Linked DNA regions of Mus musculus: all the other regions are linked to region 2. Evidence: chromatin contacts called from public targeted proximity ligation data. All regions are on one chromosome and are shown on one strand. The core of a region is the stretch at or near the end of the contact, and the rest is flanking DNA. Distances in the headings are between cores, read along the strand shown.

Region 1 (2,700 bases), core at 90-2,589, 230 kb before region 2:
GTCTTCAATTCTATTCCATTGGTCTACTTGTCTGTCTCTATACCAGTACCATGCAGTTTTTATCACAATTGCCCTGTAGTAAAGCTTTAGGTCAGGCATGGTGATTCCACCAGAGGTTCTTTTATCCTTGAGAAGAGTTTTTGCTATCCTAGGTTTTTTGTTATTCCAGATGAATTTGCAAATTGCTCCTTCTAATTCGTTGAAGAATTGAGTTGGAATTTTGATGGGGATTGCATTGAATCTGTAGATTACATTAGCTTATTTTTAAATGCCTTGGCTACCTCAAAGGCTGGGCAGTCCTAAAACTTCCCCTGCTACCCCAGGCCCAATAGAAAAAGTGGCCAGTGGCCATTAATCTGAAATCTCACATGGCTGGTTGGCTTTATCTCCTGCCACTACCGTGTTATATTCTTCTTACCCTAGACATGGCAAATCTGCCCCGTTCCTCTCTTGTCCTACCCAAACAACTCTAAGTGTCCTGCCCTGTACCCAGCCATTAGCCATTGGCATCTTTATTGATTGATCAAAAACCAACTTGGGACAAGGACCTTTAGCATTTGGGCACGCAGATTCCTGATTGAATCAATTCATTAAAACCAATCTCCAACAGATCTCTATCAGTTTCCAAATCTCCAGATTACCAAACCCTCTGCAGAACCACCTTAGCCTTCAAATGAATGTCCTGTGAATCTATAGAAGCGGATTGAAAGAGGTCTAGCTCCTCACTACATAGTGGCCTGTTTACTCCTTCTAGAGACTCACCTCCCTGTGAAAAGCCAACTTCTGGTCCTTCAGAGTGATAGACTTTTTTCCAGTTTCAGGCCCCTGCAGGATTCCTTCTCATTTCTTCCCTGGTCATTGTATTTCTTGTTTAGTGTTCTTTGTAGCTTGAACCATTCAAGCCATTCTGCCTTCCCTGCCTTCCACCCTTATTCATCCACTGCTACAGTCTCTTCCTGTCCACAGTTACTCTGCCCCTAAGTCCTGCTTTGAGCTGTGACCATCCCATTCAAGTGCCGCTTCTCAGTTTCACCATGTAGATATGTATCCTTCCCATACACATCGCCTTAAAGTGGCCTAGCAAGTTGGGGGTGTACATAAGAGTAGGCACCTTCCTAGGGGCAGAAAGTCTCCTATACTCCATGTACTTCGGAGTCAACCCTGCTCTTGACTCTTCTTCTAAGACCAATGAAAACTTACAGTTTAAAAAAAAAACAAACCATTGCAATTTTGTCGTCATGGCTGTTCCTGTCCCTGTTGGCACAGAAACAGGGATGTTGAATGAGCAGAATTCAAGTTATTTAAGCAACTACAGCCTCGCTGTAGGCAGTCATCTCTATCAAAGGCAAAGCCAAGGCTCACATTGTGTGTGAATCTTCGTATGAGTCACTGTGAGTAAGCCATGTGAAAAAATACAAACTGAAAAATAAGAATCTTGACTGTGAAGTATGTTATTTTCCTCAACTTGGTTGGTTTGGGCCAATTCGGGAAGAAATCTCTTCCTGGATGGGAAACCAAGCTTCAATAGGAGAAACCCCCCCACCCCTCCCCACACACACCTCATTTCCTCATTTTTCCAGCCATGGGTGTGACTACAAAATGTAAACATGTAGCAGTCATCTCATGGGCCTGGATGTGGCAGAGGTGGAAGGAATGTGAGCTGCCAGGCCACCATCACAGCCTGTGACTCTTTACCTACAGACATGTTATTAAAGATACATTGGGATTTAAAAACAAGAGTTAAAAAAAATAAAAGCATGAATTAGGACTATTCTTTCTGCTTCCTGGCCATGCCTTGTGTATATACATAAGCTCCAGGAGGAAACATATCACCCTGATTACCTCTGTCCAATAGGGAAGGTCTTAGGATCAGGAGAAATCAGCAACTTAGCATTGATGAGGGGAAGAGAGAGAAGCAGGACCGAATGCTGAGGAATATAGGGGAAGAAACTAATGTGAATAATACAAGACAGGTCTCACTCACCTTCCAAAACTACCCCCCCCCCTCAGGTGTCTTTGTTGTATTGCTGAGTGTCTTTACCCCCTGGACAGACATGTTCCATGTGGCATTGCCACCTGTGATGCCTGACAGCCAGCCAGGCATGTAGTAAATATAGGAGAAGATAGCTGACTTCAGGTGGCCTCCAGCCAGACGTAGAGAAAGGGAAGTTAACAGCAGGGAAACTGAACGCCCCATGGAGTTTGCCTAGGATGACCACTGTACTGGCTAGTTTTGTGTCAACTTGACACAGCTGGAGTTATCACAGAGAAAGGAGCTTCAGTTGGGGAAATGCCTCCATGAGATCCAACTGTAAGGCATTTTCTCAATTAGTGATCAAGGGGGAAAGGCCCCTTGTGGGTGGGACCATCTCTGGGCTGGTAGTCTTGAGTTCTATAGGAGAGCAGGCTGAGCAAGCCAGGGGAAGCAAGCCAGTAAAGAACATCCCTCCATGGCCTCTGCATCAGCTCCTGCTTCCTGACCTGCTTGAGTTCCAGTCCTGACTTCCTTCAGTGATGAACAGCAATGTGGAAATGTAAGCTGAATAAACCCTTTCCTCCCCAATTTGCTTCTTGGTCATGATGATTGTGCAGGAATAGAAACCCCGATTAAGACAACCACATAGTCACCCACAGCAGTGGATCCTGCCCTATCTCACTGCACTTTTATCTCCCCGAGTCTCTTCCATCAGAGTAGCAGCA
Region 2 (2,700 bases), core at 2-2,501:
CCAATATCCAGTAATCGGAAATCAGTAGCCAGCTAATTTACAAAGAATGCAAAAGAAAACTCAGGAGCGTACACACAAAAACAAGACTAAGTACTAAGTCAAATTCAGTGAGTGTCAAGCTAATACTAGACAGAAATGGGAATGAAGGCTGTAGACAGAATGCAGTGGTCAAATCTGTGACAGCAAATATACAGTGATAGTCAACACATGTATGTGCATCTGCGTGTGTAAACACACAGACATACAGAAGCTAGCATAACAAAACCAGAGATCTGGAGAAGGAGAAAGACAAATGCGTATTGAAATGCCATATTCCTGTAAGATAAAGGCGACTGACATCGACTTATAAAATCCGCTGAAGGAGGGGGGTGAGAGGGAGTAGGAGAGGGGGAAGATGGTGGATGTGATAGAAATACACTGTGTGTGTGATGTGTGTGAAAATGTCATAATGAAGTCATAAGATATGCTAACAAAATGCTTTTATAAGCTCCGGTGCCAATGTTTCTCACAATTACCTTTTTAAGCATAAATAATCTTTCTCTTGTAGATTAAAAAAATAATATTCTGAAGTTCAATTGTTCCTTTTTTCTGTATTTCTATTTTTCTTCTAAAACAATCCCATAGAACAGGATGCTTTTAAAAAAAAAAAACACAAAATCACTGCCATTCAATCTACCTTGCTTCAAATAGAATGTGTTTATAAGGAAGTGTTTGGACAAGCTGGGTGTAGTGGTGCATGCCTGTAATCTTAGCATTTGGGAGGCTGAGGTAGGAGGATCTTGAATTCAAGAATAGCATGGATACATAGCAAATTTGAAGCCAGTCTGTATTCCAAACTAAGACTATATTAAATGAATGAATGAATGAATGAATGAATGAATAAATAAATAAATAAGAGTTAAAATAATATTAATTGTAAACTATTTCTGGGTGTCATATTCTGAGTAAATATTTTTAAGCCCTGACCTTTGTGCTACTCTTCGTTACGTGCACTCTCCATAAAAACCATTATTTTTTTTCACTAAAACAACAAAAAGGATTTTTCTTTAAAAGAGAAAAATACCTGGAAATATTTGGGATAAGATGTTAACCACGGGAAATCAGAATGGGGCAAGTATTCATGGTTATTGTTTACAGTCTTCTAACCAACTTTGTTTCATTTCAATTTGTTTTATTCTTTGCTTTGTTTTGTTGAGACAGCGCCTCGCTGTTCAGCTCTGGCTGCTCTGACTCACTTTCTAGACCGTTTGGACCTTGATGTCAGATCTGCCTTCCTCTACCTCCTGAATGCTAATATTCTAAGCATGCCCCTCCATACATACCTGGTGTGTGTGTGTGTGTGTGTGTGTGTGTGTGTGTGTGTGTGTGAGAGAGAGAGAGAGAGAGAGAGAGAGAGAGAGAGAGAGAGAGAGAGAGAGAGAGAGAGAGAGATTAAAGATGTAGCTCATCGGCAGAGGATTTGCCCAGGGTGTAGGAGATCTTTGTTCAAGCGCCAGTATCATACAAGGGATAAAAAGAAAAACAACCTGAACACCCCCAAGTTAATTTCCATCTCCAGCATTTGTTCAGGAGAAGATGACTAGCCCCACGGACCCGCACTTGGGCAGGCATACTTCACGAAGTGCTGCACAGAGCATCACCATTTTAATTTTGCTTTTGGTTTCAGGGTCCCGACACAACTTTCTGATCATAAATTGACTTCGTGTGCAGTTTCCCTACAGGGAGAAGACGAACAGATGTTAAGCATGCAGGGGCGAGACCCCGTTTGTCTTGTTCACTGCTATCGCCACAGCATCCGGTACTCAGCAGACGTACTGTGATTCTTTAACTAGAGACTGAACCTTAACACCAATCAGTAAACTGCCATACTGGGTAACTGACTGGGCCCTGGGAACCTGGTACTCCAGCCCCATCCCCCCTCTCTGAAAGATTGACCCTCTCTGTTTGGTGACAGGATTATGACTCACAGTTTACAAAGCTGCCAGCCCAGGAACTTTCCTGACACAGCCAAGGTCACGTCCCCCTGGAGCAGGGATTGCTCTGAAAGCTGAAAAGCCTCTGAAGGTTTTCTTTTTGTCTCATTTCTCAAACTGCTGGGCAGGGCACCAACTGCCAGGGTTACTTTGTGTGTACTTGTTTATATAAGATAGGATAATTTATTTTTTTTTAATTTAGCTTCTCTTTACTACCATTTCTGCCTTAGATAAGATTTTTAAAAAAGATATTTTTAGAATGCTTTTCTTGATTTTTAGTATATTTGAATCTCGTAGAGTAGGTAAGTTTTAATTTTGCTATTTCAGAGTCAAAATTGAGAATTATGAGAAGACTCCAGCAAGGTGTTTTGTTTTTATTTTTATTTAATTTTATTTTTTTAATTTGGAAGTTGGGAAAGTGAGTGTGGGCTGAAAAGGGAGAGAGAGAGAGAGAGAGAGAGAGAGAGAGAGAGAGAGAGAGAGAGAACATGACAGCTATTTGAGTTAATGTTGTAGGAGTGGCATTGTCTGAAAAAAGAGTATAAGCTTCGTGTTTTCAGGTAGCGGCTACCACACACAATGAGTCTCCGAGGGCAGAAGGATACAGGGTGTGTGTGGCTTGGAGTCTAAGCAATGAAGTTTAAAGTAGGATTAAAGATCAGATGAGGAACCACTAAAAAGATCTCCTTGGGTCCCCTGGCTGGGGAGAGTGTCCATCAGATGCCAG
Region 3 (2,700 bases), core at 38-2,537, 150 kb before region 2:
TGTGATCACGTGTTCACCATGCAGTTTCCGCCCATCTCCTACCCTCTGATTATACACAACAGCATCCACAGTGAGCAGCTTTGAAAGACCCCATCTGCATGTGAGATTATCCATCACAATGAGGCTAAATTACACCGATCAAAATGTACCCTGGCTGAGAATTACCCCCAGGGTCTCCTGGGTACATGAGAACATCTCTCCTAGTAGACTGTCCCCAGAGAACTGCTCAAGAGAACCAAGGTGACATTACAATGCCAGAAGGAAGCTAGGACATGGAATCTGAAATCTGTCAACTTTGATTCATTCGAGGTACAGCAACTTATAAAACAGAAGCACATACACACATATTAACAGGTGAAATAATTTGGAAAAATCTGTGGTATACCACAGAAAGCATCTCAACCAAGGCGATGTGTTCAAGAAAACTGAAGTACACTAAGAACAAACCATAAACTTAGGTCCTGTCTGGCACCCACCTCCCTCCAATCTATCCTCTCTGGGAGGGTTGACTTCTTTCCCTCCACAATGCTTATAATTGAACGTTACAAACTATACCAAGAATAAATCTACCGGGGTCCCCTTCCTCCAACCAGAAAAAGGTTAAGCTTTTAATTACAGGCCCTCAAACTATCATTTTGTGCAATTAGCAATTAACTCTAATCGTTGATGAGAGAATGCAGAGCTGCGCTGGCAATTTCCCTCCTCCCCATCCCAGACTCGGTTATTTTAGTCTTGTTCTATTACAGAGGACAAGCCACAACCGCGGGAGCGCTCTTGTTCTTTCTCTCTTTCTCTTTCACACACTCTTACTTAAAGCCACATTTAATTTTTAACAAAATGGCATCTCAGCTTGCCATTGAGATGGGACTCCGAACCCCACAGCAGAACAGCGGAGCTTTCGCACCCCTCCTCTTCATCACTTTCAGGTTGGAAAGAAGAGTCCCCCGGAAGATGCTACCTACCGACCTCACTACATCAGCCCTTCCTAGGGGCTCAGGAGAGGGAGGAAAAGGGTTCCTTGCTGCCCCCCAGACCCCTCAACTGCCAGCCCCATCAAGCCTGGAGGCGGTGGCAAGAGCAGCAATAGTTGCATCAGCGCTCCTAGCCAAGGCGCCAGGAGGGTACAGTAGCAACTGTAGGGAGCTAGGGAGCGCACAGCTGCTGCGGCCGCAGGTTCCCTGGATCAGGAAATTAGGACAGGCACCCGGGATTGGAGGTGAGGACGGTGCGCGAGCCAACCAGCGGCCGCCCCGGGTCCCCCGTGAGCCCCGGGCCAACGCGCGGAGCAGTCGAGCCCCTGGAGCCATCCGGATGGCGGCGGCGACAGCCCCAGCCCCAGCCACTCACGCACGCACGCTGCCACTTGCCCCCGCACCCTCCTCACTGCGCGCGGGAGAGCGGTGCGTGCCTGAGCTGCTGGGCTGAGCTCCCCCGCTGGGGTCCCCGCGCCGCTCGGCCGCGCTCCTGCGGCCGCCCGGGTGGTTGCCCCCAAACCGCTCACTTGAGCTGTCCTCGGTGGCGAACGGGCTCCCCGCCCCCTCCTCCCGCGCCGTTCCCTCCCCTCTCCCTCCCCTTCTCTGCAACGCCTGCATTATTTTCCGCCCGCAGGGTCCGCGCGCACACCGCGGCCGCGGCGGGGGAGGTGACCGGGTGGGTGGTTGGGTGGGTGGCTGGCGGGGAGTAGAGTGTGCAAGTTGCAGGGAAAGGGTGCCCGCTCCTTGCGTGCTCTCCGTGCTCCCGGCTCTTCACTCCTTCCCCCTCCTCCTCGTCTCCTCCCTCCCCGCCCCCACCTCCTTCTTCCTCTCCGAAGGGCTGGTAACTTGTTGTGCGGAGCGAACGGCGACAACGACGGCGCGACGGAGGCACCATCCGGGCGGGCAGCATGGGCACGTCCGCGCGCTGGGCGCTGTGGCTGCTGCTCGCGCTGTGCTGGGCGCCCCGGGACAGCGGCGCCACTGCAAGCGGTGAGTGGGGACGCGCCCCTCCGCACTCGGCCCGAAACAAGCCGAGGCGTCCGCGATCGCCGCGTTCTGGGGGACCCCGGGGCTCCTCTTGCCCATCCCCTCCTAGCAGGCGCCTCTCCACGCTCCTCTCCTGCCTCCCCTCCCCACCCGGGTGGCGCCTCTGAGCTGTCAGAGCCGAGGTTACTGGGAGCCAGGCCCGGGGGACGGTGGGGTTTAGGGTGTCCTAAAGCGTCCCTTGAACTTGTTGTCATTCTTCTGTGTCCCCCTTCTTCCCAGAACCTCTGTTTTACATGGTTTTCACCCCCCATTGACAAGGGCTAGGGGATGTGGGCTTTGGAGCCACTGAACAATGGTTCTGCCTCCTCTGCCAGGCGGGCTGTTAGGACCGTGGCAGAGCACGGGGCCTGGAAGCCCGAGTGCGCCCCTCAGACTTAAGCAGGGTTGAGAGCGCACAGTGGGTGAAGGTGGGCGTCTCCGAGGACACCGGGCGCCAGGTGCCGGCCGAGCCGGGAGTCCTCGCGCTGCCGTGAGCAAGCGCACGTTCGGTGGGCGGCAGCCTGGAGGCCGAGCCATGACAAGTACGCAGCCTGCGCCCGGGACTGAGACTCCCCAGGCGCCGGGCCGTCTCTCGGGCTCCAAGAGTGGCTTTCAACTGGACTGTCCTCCGAGTGCTTTTCTTTCTCCCATCCCCGGGGATTCCGCAGCTACTGCGGCTTTTAAAAACCTCTGGGGTCTC

Evidence for each region.
Region 1: a contact with region 2 is called in a targeted proximity ligation map of pancreatic cancer cells. A contact is called at or near these places in 3 of 484 Hi-C or Micro-C datasets (the NIH/3T3 cell line and embryonic stem cells) and 1 of 130 datasets of targeted methods (pancreatic cancer cells).
Region 3: a contact with region 2 is called in a targeted proximity ligation map of pancreatic cancer cells. A contact is called at or near these places in 3 of 39 promoter capture datasets (3T3-L1-derived adipocytes, HPC-7-derived erythroid cells and embryonic stem cells), 12 of 484 Hi-C or Micro-C datasets (MC3T3-E1-derived osteoblasts, brown adipocytes, granulosa cells and 3 more), 5 of 130 datasets of targeted methods (embryonic stem cells, extraembryonic endoderm stem cells and pancreatic cancer cells) and 1 of 9 other capture datasets (adipose tissue).

Annotation. Positions count from the first base shown.
Region 1 is chr19:27,133,227-27,135,926 of GRCm38.p6, forward strand. All of the region lies in intron 6 of Gm35438 (a long non-coding RNA gene), which reads right to left. Among named protein-coding and RNA genes, the nearest start is that of Vldlr, 82 kb to the right of the region's middle.
Region 2 is chr19:27,362,845-27,365,544 of GRCm38.p6, forward strand. It overlaps the pseudogene Gm50113. Among named protein-coding and RNA genes, the nearest start is that of Gm35554, 19 kb to the left of the region's middle.
Region 3 is chr19:27,215,733-27,218,432 of GRCm38.p6, forward strand. Vldlr (very low density lipoprotein receptor) reads left to right here and starts at 1,288. Exons shown (of 18, transcript NM_001161420.1): 1 at 1,288-1,964. The coding sequence starts at 1,883. The region is part of intron 3 of Gm35438 (a long non-coding RNA gene); the gene reads right to left.